Regions from separate parts of the Callithrix jacchus genome. Here region 2 is linked to region 1. The links are chromatin contacts, called in public Hi-C maps. All regions are on one chromosome and are shown on one strand. Each heading gives the region's core, a stretch centred on a gene start, on an enhancer-like site or on the middle of the called end of the contact. The rest is flanking DNA. Distances are from core to core; before and after follow the strand shown.

Region 1 (5,757 bases), core at 1,965-4,464:
AATCACCATGCTGAGCCAGCGAAGCCAGTGTGTGCTGCTGACTCCATTTCTATGAAATTCTAGAAAGGGCAGAACTAATCCATAGTGACCAAAAGTAGACCCATGGTTGCCTGGGGCTGAAATTGGGTTTGAGATTGAAAGGAGCCTGGAGGAACTTTCTGGGTTTCTGAGATGCTGGGTAGGTTCTGTATGTGTGTTTGTTTGTTTTTTTAAGTGGCAAGATCTTGCTGTGTCACCCAGGCTGGAGTGCTGTGGTGCAGTCACTGCTCACTGCAGCCTCAAACTCCTGTACTCAAATGATCCTTCCCTCTCAGCCTCCCAAGTAGCTAGTGTTCTGTGTCTCGATTGTGGTGGTGGTTCCACAACTGTCAATATTTGTCAAAACACATCCAACTATACACTTAAAATGGGTGAATTTTCTTGTATCTAAAGTGTCATCCTGGCTGGGTGTGGTGGCTCATGCCTGCCATCCCAGCACTTGGGAGGCTGCAGTCGGCGGGCCACCTGAGGTCAGGAGCTGGAGACCAGGCTAGCCAACATGGCAAAACCCCATCTCTATTAAAAATACAAAAAATTAGCTGGGCATGGTGGTGGGCACTTGTAATCTCAGCTACTCAGGAGGCTGAGGCATGAGAATCGCTCAAACCTGGGAGGCAAGGTTGCAGCGAGCCAAGATCACACCATTGCACTCCAGTGAGATTCTGTCTCAAAATAAATAAATATAAATAAATAAATAAAGTATAGCTCAATAAAGCTGATTAAATTTAAAATCCACGGTTCTATTTGTCCTCTGTCAGATGGCAAGGGTCAGAATGACCGACAGTATCTAGCTTTCCCACAGAGGCAGGGAAACAGGTTGCCATCCCTGGCCGGGGAAGGGGGGTGATGTGTACATTGGCACCCATTTGCAAGGCCATTTGGCAATATCAGTCACTATTTGAAATCTGCATAGCTTTCACCTGGCAATTTGTTTTCTAGGAATTTTATCTTCCAGAGGTACTTGCATAAGGGCACAAGCTACATGAACAGAGACGTCCTTTGCGGTAGCGTTTTGTTATGTTGAAAAGTTGGAAGCAACCTGAATGTCCAACAGTACAACTGGCCAAATACATATCAGCTGGCCAACCATCCCAGTGTGCCCAGGGCGATCCCAGTGTCGGTACTGAAAATCCCTGGTTCTGGGAAACCCTGTAATCCCTCAGGCAGAGTACCCTCAGGCAGCTGGTCCTCTAAATGTACCAGGGTGTGGACAGGCAGAGAAATGCTACAAAGTCATGAAAAATGGTATGTGGGTTTCTGTCCTACTATAGAAGATGTTCATGGGATAGTAATGAAATGAAGACAGACGCCAAGTTGCGAGTGTCAGGTATGGCAGGACTGGATTTGTGTGTGGATTCGACGCACGTAGCTTCCACCTCTCTGCATGCGCAGAGGGCCTGGGCATGGGAAGCCGAAGCAGGCGGTTCACAGACGCCTCTCTGGAGCCTGGGGTGGGAGGGTTTGCTACTTTTTGCTTTAAATCCCATTGTGCCATTGGCTTCATTTTCTTTGTGTGTGCATGGATTTTATAATTATAAAAACATTTCCTAAAGGAAGTGCGACCTTGGTCTGCAGTGAAAGGCGGGTGGGTGGGGCTGTGGTCACAGCCGCAGTAAGGCCGACTCGGGGGTCCAAGGCTGCTGAAGCCTTTAGCAAGGGAGGGAAATGGAGAGTGGGAGGGGCATCCCGGAGTCAAGGTCCGGGGCAGGTGGAGAGCACGGACTTCTCCCCTGGGGTGGAGCCCTCGCCCGGGTCCGCCACTCTCTAGTCCCTCTTGCGAAAGGCAGCCCCTGTCTCGACCAAAACACCGCCAGCCTGGGATTGTTAAACAAATTGACTGGCTGGGCCCTGAGCCCGACTAATTCCTGTGTCTTAATGAGTGGGAAGATGAGGTTTTATTCATCACTGGGGCTTTAAAAATTGCAGTAAAGTGGCCCACTTTATAAAGAAAAAATCAATAGCAAAAAGAAAACAGGAGTATGTAAATGGACAGGGTGACAAAAAGCAGGCCAATTACCCCAAAATGAGACATAGTTATGGCTCCATTAACTCAATTATATTTTCAAAAGGATTTCTTACGAGGCCCCCACCCCACCCCGCCCGCACACGCCTGTAATTTTTACATCAACTTCAAGCCATTAAATTGCATTAAATTATTTTGTGGGAGAGAGAGGCGTGTTTGGGAAGACAGAGCTGCGGGCGGCCCTGTCCGGCTCCAGTGGGGGGACGGGGATCAGGGCAGGCAGTCAGGGAGCCCCCACAAGGGCCCGTCCAGGGGGCGGTCTCCATCGATTCAGTCCCGGGAGATGAGAGGAAGAGGAGCCGTGGGCTCTCCTGGGTGTGGAAGACCAGGGCCCAGCCGGGGACAGCCAGGCACTTGGTCATTCCCAAGTCCCTAAGTCCCCATGACATGTTTATCTCCGGATGGCTCTCTACGCTAATCCACACCCCAGATGAGCAGCCCCATCTATGCCAGTTCACGTGGGCACGCAACCTTGCTGGCTTCCTGAGCTTTTGTTTGTTCCATTAGAGTTAGAAAATTTAGTTTTTGGAGATAGGGAAAAATAAAGTTGTATGAAAACACATCAGAATGGGAGACTACTTGGGTATGTTTGAGGCCTATCCTTTTTCTTTCTTCTTTTTTTTGAGATGGAGTCTTGCTCTGTTGCATAGGCATGATCTCGGCTCACTGCAACCTCCGCCTCCCAGGTTCAAGCCATTCTCCTGCCTCAGCCTCCTGAGTAACTGGGATTACAGGCACCCACTACACACCGGCTAATTTTTGTATTTTTAGTAGAGACGGGGTTTCACCATGTTGGCCAGGCTGGTCTCGAACTCCTGACCTCATATGATCCACTCGTCTTGGCCTCCCAAAGTGCTGGGATTACAGATGTGAGCTGCCACGCCTGGCCTGATGGGTATTTTTCATATCACCCCTTTGAGGCACAGAGTGAGTCCCCAGAACTCTGGGCTTTGATGTGACACTGGGCATGACTCACTTGTTCAAGCATGGATCACCCTGCCCATGCTGGGGAGGCCGTGAAATCCCAGACTCCATGCACAGCTCCTGGCCGGTTCTATAAATGTGCCCAGCCCTGAGGCAGTGGCTGTAACCTGCTTTTCCCCGTCAGCCAGGCCCTGGGGAGCTCAGGCCTGCCCTACATAAGTCTGTACCTGGGCCACACTGGCCTGAGCAGTTAATATCATGGAGTTCAGGCAGAGTGGAGGAGGAGGAAGAACTGGGATGTGGAGAAGACCCTCAGACAGATCCCTGGGCAGAACGCTGAGGGCCACATGGCCAGGGTCAGTGGCGGCCAGGGAAAATAAACCCACGGTGATGGACAAACGGTGCAGAGTTGGGCTGAGCAGTGGGGCTGGGGGGACCCTGAGGCAAGAGCCAGGGCCCCTCCAGGGCTCAGGGCCAGGGAGCCAGGGCTGGCACAGTGACGCTTAAACCACAAAACAGAAGAAAACAAATCTGCCCATTCTGCCTTCTGGATGTCACACCCACGTGGCCAGTGGGCCTGCACAGGACAGGGCCCAGGGCCCAGGGAGTGGGCCAACCTGGGCAGAGTGTGCAGGCCAGTTCTGCAGGGCTCTCCTACAGGGTCCCTGGGGCGCTGGCCCTGCCAGGGGCTTTAGGAGCAGTAGTGAGGGAGGAGGGAGAAGGCAGCTGAGGCAGAGGGACCCCTTCTGGCAGGCTCCTGCAGGGCTGACGACTCTGCATGGCCTCTTCAGGCTCTCCAGCCCCTGCAGCCTCCATTCTTGCAGAGCACCCCAGACTGGCAGAGACCATGCAGCCGCAAGATGGTCCCCGCTCCCCTGGCAGCCAGCACACCCTCAGACCCAGCGTGAGGATCTGGGGCAGCAGACTGACAGGGTTAGGTGGGGAAAGACCACGTGCATGATGTGCGCATGTGTGTATCTGTGTGTACATGTATTTGTGTGTGCACACGTATGTACATGTGCATGTATATGCACATGTGCATGTGTGCATGTGTGTGTACATGTTTATGTGTGCGTGTGTACATGTTTGCATGTGCATGGGTGTAAGTGTGTGCATGTGTGCGCGTGCATGTGTGTGCATGTGAGTACGTGTATGTGTGCATTGTATACATGTGCATGCATGTGTGCACTTATGTGCACGTGTATGCGTGTATGTGTATGTGTGCATGTATGTGTGTGCATATGTGTGCATATATGTATCTGTGCATATGTATGTGTATCTACGAGTGCAAGTGCATATGTGCATGTGTGTACGTGTATGTATGTGCATGTGTTCATGTGTGTGAGTGTGTGCATGTGTGTATGCATGAGCATGTGCGTGTGTGTGCATATGCGTGCATTGTGTGTGTGCATGTATACACACGTGTGCATGTAAGAGACAATGATACACCCTCAACTCTCATTGCCCCCACACCGGCCCCTCAGGGGAGCTGTGAACCCCAGCGTGTGCTCCCAGGTGGACGGCGAGGCCACTTAGGACAGCCTTCATCCATGCAACACCTTGGAGGATCCCAGGGCAGGAGAGTCGGTGCCATGTGCTGGGCCCAGAGGAAAGTTCTGGGAGGTCCCAGTAGAGGGAGTAACACCTGAGGCTGGGCAGGGCAGGGTGAGGGGAGGCTGAGGCTGGGAAGAGGAGAAACCTGGGGAGTTCTGCGTCCCCAGAGGCCTCAGCTGGGGGAGCTGCTGGGTGCTGGGGAGAGTGTGGGTGGGTCCATTCCCACAGCCCTGCCCTGCTCTGATAATGCTCCTTAGCCTGTGCCTTGTTACTACCCCAGGCCTTGGGTCCTCCCCACCCTCCTGAGCCTCAGCCCTTCGGACAGAGCATGGCTGTCCTCCCTGGCTGCCTGCCACCCCTGGGCTGGGGCGCCAGCCTCCTTCCCACTCCCTCAGCCTGTCCGTCATCTGCCTGCTCCTGCTGGCAAGTGGCCTCTTGGCCATGTACTGAAAGAGCCATTGTTCAGGAGGGGATGGAGGGAAGGCTGGCTGGTCAGGCCTGGGTACGGGTCAGACTCTGGCGTGTGCCAGTGGGTGAACTCGACTGTCCCTTGGGGCCAGCTGGGCTGCCTGCAGGACCCAGAGGCACCGTGGGGAGGCCTGAGTGAGTGGAGAGGCCTCAGTGAGCTCAGAGGCCGCCCCCTCCTCTCAGCGCCTCCCTCCACAGCTGAGGGAGGCAGAAGAAGCTGCATTTTGCCGGGTCAGCTGCTGCAGCCTCTTGTCCAGTGGAGACCCTGGGGGAGGGACACACGGGGCTCCCTGTGCAACCAAAGAGGCCCTGGAGAAGGGGCTTCCCCAAGGCAGCCTGAAACCTCTGGCTGGCAGCGGCTGGGAGCCCCCTGCTTGAGGAGCAGCTCTCATGGCGTGGCCCCTGAGTGCTGTGTAACATAGTGCTCTGGGGCTGGCAGGGCCTGGGTGGGGGGACCAGGCAGAGCTGGACACCGGGGAGCCTCCCCGGACAGCTTCCCAAGCCTGCCGGCCTCCCTGGCCTCAGTCATAAGATGGGTTGAGAGACAGCAGAGGCTACCCGGTGGGATTGCGGTGAGGAACATTTGAGCCAGAGGCCGACCTGGCTCTTTGTGGCTCCAGGAGGCCAGAGGTGCCTCCGCCATCAGAGGAGCCGGCCGCAGAGGCCTCCCACCCTGTTCCCCAGGAAGGGCCCCATTGGGTGTTTCCAGGCCACCCAGCGCTGGGGGAGTTGCAGGTGCTGGGGTCACC
Region 2 (5,757 bases), core at 2,264-4,763, 160 kb before region 1:
GGCCTGACGCTCCCCAGTTCCTGCCTGGACATTCCTCCAGCTCCTGGCCTACGTGCTCCCTCAGCTCCTGCCCAGATGCTCCCCCAGCTCCTGGCCTGATGCTCCCTAACTCCTGCCTGGATGCTCCCCCAGCTCTTGGCTTAGGTGCTCCCCAGTTCTTGCCTGGGTGTACCCCCAGCTCCTGGCCTAGGTGCTCCCCCGGCTCCTGGCCTAGGTGCTCCCCCAGCCCCCCAACTCAGAATGCTCCTTCCCTCTGGCCAGGCCCCCTTTCCGGCCCCGCCCCTTCGGGGCTCCGGCGGGAACCCACCTGGCTTTTTCTTTCCAACCAGACCAGCTCCCTCTGTTTTCCAAGTTGCCTGCTAATCCAGTTGGAAACACGGGCCTTGAGGGGTGAGCGAGGGCGCTCCTCACGAAGCAGCCACATAAGGTGCGAAGAAGTCCCAAGGCCCACCCAGAAGGAGCGGCCACCTTTCCCTCACGGGCCACGCGCGCTGCCCACGCGGCCACGCTTGGGGCCTGGCAGGCGGCTGCCATCCCGGCCACGGCCGCTGGAGGGCGCCCCTGCACCGCTCCTGCCGGCCGGCTCCCGTGGGAGGGCGCCTGTGACGGGCGCCGGAGGTTGATCTCCTGGTTCACGCCAGGATTGAGAACCCGCGGCTGGAGCTGGAGGCCTCAGGGCCGAGTTCAGATCGCGGTCTCGACCCACCTGGCGGCGACTTCCGGTCCCGTGGCTGTGCTGCAGCTCGCCAGGTCGGAGTGAAAATGCAGAAACGGCCCCTTGGACTAAGTCACGACCGTTCGTTTCTCGCAGTGCCACGTGGTTGCCTGCGGTCAACCTAGCAATACACGCGGCGCCCGCCCCACTGCCCCGGGCCTGAACGCACCGGCCACGATCGGCAGCCCCCTCAGATCCTGAGACCTGCACACCGCAGTGCAGGCGTAGGGGTCCTCAGCCCGCGCCATCCAAGCAAGAACCACGAGCGCGGGCGCCACGCCTTCCCCCACCCTTTTCCCTGAGCCCCTAGCTGGCGGTCCCTCCTGCAGCAGCTGGGCCTGGAATTCCGGCTGCGGAAGGGGCAGCACCCACGCGCAGCTCACGCCATGCATGTGGTCGCTGCGAGGGTCTCCGCCTTTCCAGCCTGGTCCCCGGCTGTTTCCTGAAGCTGCCTAAGAAGCAGGTGCCTCGGCCAAACTAGCTCCTGCCCCCGAGCCGGCCAGTGCCCTCAGCCTACGGGCCCCGGGGCAGAGTGCTGGTGGATGACAGGCCCTGTCCACCCTGTCCTCCCTGGGAGCTAGCTGGTGACACTCGTCTGCCTCGGGTGGCCCAATATTGGTCACTCGACATGAAGGGACAAAGTGATCTGACTGTCCAGGATGACAGTGAGCTCGCCATTGTCCTGGCATGTGTGGGCAAGCGCCATGCTGAGAGGGGCTAGCCGCCCGCCCGCTGCTGGTGGTCTGACTCAGGAAACCTCGCCCTCCTGAGCAGCAGCAGGAGGAGAGGCAGCCGCACCGGACCTCTGGGGAGGGATTGGAGGGGATGGCCCTGCAGCCCTTGCTGGGACAGGAGGGACGCGGCAGCTGCTGGGGCTCCAGCAGGGGCTGTCCCTCGGTCAGCTGGGTCACAGAGCAGCCGGCGCCTGGATCATTCTCAGGCTGCCCTAGGGGGAGGCTTCCGCTCCAGGTGGGTGACCCCGGGTCCTCGCTATCAACCCCTCAATCTGTTTCCTCTTTCCTCTCTGCCTCCTCCAGCCTCCTTGGGCAGCCTCCGCTCTTTCTCTGGTGGAGACTTCCAGCTTCCGGAGGCCTCCATGTGAGAGCAATAAAATGCCTTTGAAAGGAGGCTGGGGTGTCTTGGGAAATTTGGCGCCCCAAAGGGACACAGAAGCCCAGAGGTGGCTGCCTCTGGGTAGGAGACTCAGGCCTAGCTGTGCTTCCAGGGAACACACAGCAGGGACAGTCCCCACTGACTTTCCTCCCAGTCCACCTCCACTAACTCACCTCCCTCTTGTCAACATGGGGAGTCTCCTGCCCTGATGCGTCTGAACCACGCTTGGGGAGACGCCCTCCTGCCTTCCCCTTGGCTCTGCTTCCCTCTTCCCTCCTGTTCACCAGCTCCAGCCACCCCGATGGGGCCTGTTTAATTGATTCAATTTGTTCAACAGTAAAAACACTCCGCAAATGTCAGCCTCCCAGCACCCCACCCCTGGGGAGCCGCAGACACCTGCCAAGGCTCTGGGCTGGGAGTCCTTCCAGGGGCCACTTACTCCAGGCTTTGGGGGAGGCCCCTGGGCCTGGGAGCTCTCAAGGGTGGCCATGCTCATCAGAGCAGAGCAGCCACTTCGGCCCAGGGACTGCTCCGTCCATGGCACCAGTGGTGTCCTGAACAGTGATCTGATGCAAACGCCTCATTCTTAAGGGTTTAAGTGTTTTTAGACTCCCAGGTCTGGGAGGGTGACCTTGGAGATGACCCCTGTTTTGGTCAAGTTGCCATTCCAGGCCCAGGCCACTGTCGGGATCCCACTTTCTCCATCAACCCAGGCTTGGGACTTTTCCAAGTAATCAGTGCTGGGAGGGGGACTGAGGGCTCCCAGGTCCTGATCCTGTCCTCTGCAGAGGAGAGGCCCCTTGTCTAGATTGGGAGCCCTGTGTCCACAGCTTCAGTGTTGCCGCCAGTCCTTTTCCCAGGGATGTGTGCAGTCACAGCCGCGCCAGGAGATGCTCTCAGGTGGTGTGTAGGGAAAGACGTGGGTCTGGAAGTCAGGAGACCCAGGCTGAACCCCTGATACCCCTGCCCCACCTGCGGCCCTCTCTCCCTGTGACGGTCCCTGGTCTCACCACTTTCCACCCCAGAGGGAGGCCACTGTGATTGATTGGTTGTTTGAGTGACTGCAGACATGGACGGTTTCGGGAGCATTTGCAGAGCTGGCCAGGCTGTGACTGTGGGGACCTCTGCCCACCCTTATCCAGCCCTACCTGGGACAAAGACATCCACTCGTGATTAGGAGAAAGCTCACCCTGAAAACGGTCTCAGGTTAGGGTTACCTGGACACCTGCTCCCCTGCTGGGGGGGTGGGGGGTCTCTCACGGCCCCTCTCAGGCAAGATCAGGCCTTTTTATCATTGGCTTAGGTTTCAGGAAGGTCCCAAGCTAATTTGTCAAGGGCTGCGCTTTTCCACAATTCCCAGGACACAGGGAGAAGACGAGGGGAGGGAAACTGATGGACGGAGTTGAAAGCACTCAACCCAGGACAGGCCCCACGCTAGCAGCGCTTCGGGCGTTGGGTCCTGGCGGCTGTGAACAAGCTGGGGGTGGGGCGTTGGGCCGCGCCCCCGTCCCCCAGACCGCCCAGCGCGGACCCCGGCTCCAGGGCGGGGGCGCTGGCAGCTGCACGGACCCCAAGGTGCGGAGAGAACAAAAGGGGCCCCCCGCCCCGCCCCCTCACCCTGGCCGGCTCGCCGCGGCCAATCGGCGAGGCCGCTGCCGCCTCCGCTCTCTGATTGGCTGAGCGGTGGCCAATCGGGTGTCCGGGCCGCCAGCCCGTGCTGCCCCACGTGGGGTGGCGCGCGCGGCTGTTAGCGGACTGCAGCGGGCGGGGCGCGGGGTTCGGTCGCGCGCGGCGCGCCTCGGGGACGCGACCCGCGCCACCCCCCGCCGCCCTGGCTGTCCCGAGGCCCCCAGCGGGCGGCGCCGAGGCTTCGGGCGCATGGGGCTCCGAGCCGTCGCCGGGTGCTGTGCGATTCCCGGCTAGGAGACGCTGGGTCGGCGTCGCGGCTGCCCCCCTGTCCACGCGGGAGGTGGAACGAGCGGCGCTCAGGGACCAGGAGCGAAGGCAGTCTCACCTGGCGAGGCGGGAAGGCTGAGGTGGTCTGTGGAAGGAAGAGGCGGGCCTGCCGCTGGTGGTGGTGGGATCAATTCATTCATTGATTGAGCCTGTCATTGACACCTACTCCAGGGCCCTAGGGACACAGACAGCGGTGGCCCCCAGCGGAGGCTTGGGGGCTAGCCTCCCACCAGTTTCCATTAGTCTCCCCTCCAAACTACTCCAAGTGGAACCTACAAATATGTTTTTTGATATGGGCAATTGACACAGCCTTGCATTTTTACGGCACCCTCAGACAGGGTATTTGAGGAGAGTTGAATAAAAATTAAAGGAGAGATGTGCAGTAGTACCCAGGGCCAGCAACAATGGGGGGGAGCTGCTACCCCCTGAGACCTGGAGGGCATAGAAGAGGCAGAAGACCTGCCATAGAAGAGGCAGTCTTCAGGAGCCGTGACCCTGGAGAGGGACACAGCCACCCGGCAGGGAGGAGCTGCTGCTGTACACTGACCTCACCCCTTCTGCCTGCTTCGCGCGCCTGCGGGCTGCGCATTGGCTGAAGCAGGTGGAAGCCAGGGAGCAAGGAGGCCCCATGGATCCGGTGCCTACAGCCAGCTTCCCGGGGCACAGAGCAGGGGTTGTGGTGGGGCCCTGGGAAGGTGTCCAGCACCTGTCTGGAAGTGTGAGTAAAAGCGTCGTAGAAAATGTTCCTGTTCTGCTTTGTTTTGTGGGCAGTGACATATAATGAAACCAATGTGCAGCCCATCCAGAGGATGCCTAAGATGGGGCACGGCCAGGCTGAGTGCCTCCTCTTGCAGAACCATTAGGAGCTGTCCCAGAGCCAAGGGGGCCTTCCTGGGAGAGCTTCCCATTCGTAGGAGGCCATCCTGTAAGTAATGAGTCACAAAATGAGGCAGGACTGTGGAGGAGGAATCCCTGTGTCTGTGCATGCCCAGCGCTGTCCAGTCACCTCTTCCGGGGGTCCTCCCAGATGCTCCGGCGCTTGCCCATCTTAGCAGCTGTCACAAGTCACTGCTGGCACCTTAATTCCCAAGGGCAGGGACTGATCCTGTTAGCTGTTGTCTCTTCAAGGGGCCTGCATCTGGAAGGAGGATGAGTCTGCCTGGGTGAGGCCTGAGATGGGGGCATCCTTCTGAGGAAGGGGACATTTATTCACTCACCAAACCTTCTCAGGGAGCCTTTCTCTGCTAGGTTGGGTTCAGCCCCAGGGAGCCCAAGGGAGAAAGGATGTCATCCAGACTTGCAGACATCTGTGGTCCAACAATGCTGCCATGCACGGGCTCACGGTGAGGTGGCTTGAACCCAGGTCCCCTGAGAGGCTCAGGAGTGGGAGGAGAGGGTGTGGCACTTGAGCTTTGAAGGGCAGGTAGTAGGAGCGGTGGAGAAGCTGAAGAAAGGCAGGGGGCAAGGAGGTGCCACCATGGGGATCAAGGACGTGGCGTCTGGGGATTGTGTCTGTGCACAGCCGGCCTCTGCCTCTCAGGCATCAGGAGACCAGGGTGAGGCACCCCTGCCCCTGGCTTCTCCACCTGTCATATGGTGATGATGATAGGGTTGCTGGGCAGGCTTAGGGGATGTAGGTGATGTGCAGCACAGCATCTTGGTAATTACAGGCTCCATAAGTATATGTGAGCTATCATTATAAGCATTTGTTGCAGTTGAGGAGCTGGTGGTGGGCTTGGCTGGAGTGAGCTGCCTGTGGGGGGCTGTGAGGTTAGTGAGGATGGCCCTCTCTCAGGGACAAGGAGGCTGCCTCTCACTCCTGCAGCGCACGTGGCAGACATGACTAATCCATCAGCCACTTTCTCCCACAGAGCCCAACAGTGGCCTCAGGCCCTCAACTCCAGGCAGCCCCTGCTAATCAATCACAGCTGGCACACAGATGGCCCTACCTGCCACCGAACTCCAGCAACATC

Evidence for each region. Hi-C and Micro-C count contacts between places; a contact is called where the count stands out from the background.
Region 2: a contact with region 1 is called in a Hi-C map of induced pluripotent stem cells, with 1.7 times the contacts expected there. The contact joins two enhancer-like sites. A contact is called at or near these places in 2 of 3 Hi-C or Micro-C datasets (induced pluripotent stem cells and skeletal muscle).

The regions. Positions count from the first base shown.
Region 1 is chr5:136,983,013-136,988,769 of calJac240_pri, reverse strand. It overlaps LOC144582731 (a long non-coding RNA gene), which reads left to right. Exons shown (of 3, transcript XR_013536074.1): 3 at 1,311-1,441. Among named protein-coding and RNA genes, the nearest start is that of SLC38A10, 18 kb to the right of the region's middle. Within about 2 kb of position 3,214, at least 2 of the 16 cell types and tissues checked have an H3K27ac peak or open chromatin away from gene starts, as enhancers often do.
Region 2 is chr5:137,140,512-137,146,268 of calJac240_pri, reverse strand. LOC103793425 reads right to left here and starts at 543. Exons shown (of 5, transcript XM_078374955.1): 1 at 308-543. It also overlaps the pseudogene LOC100894947. Within about 2 kb of position 3,513, at least 6 of the 16 cell types and tissues checked have an H3K27ac peak or open chromatin away from gene starts, as enhancers often do.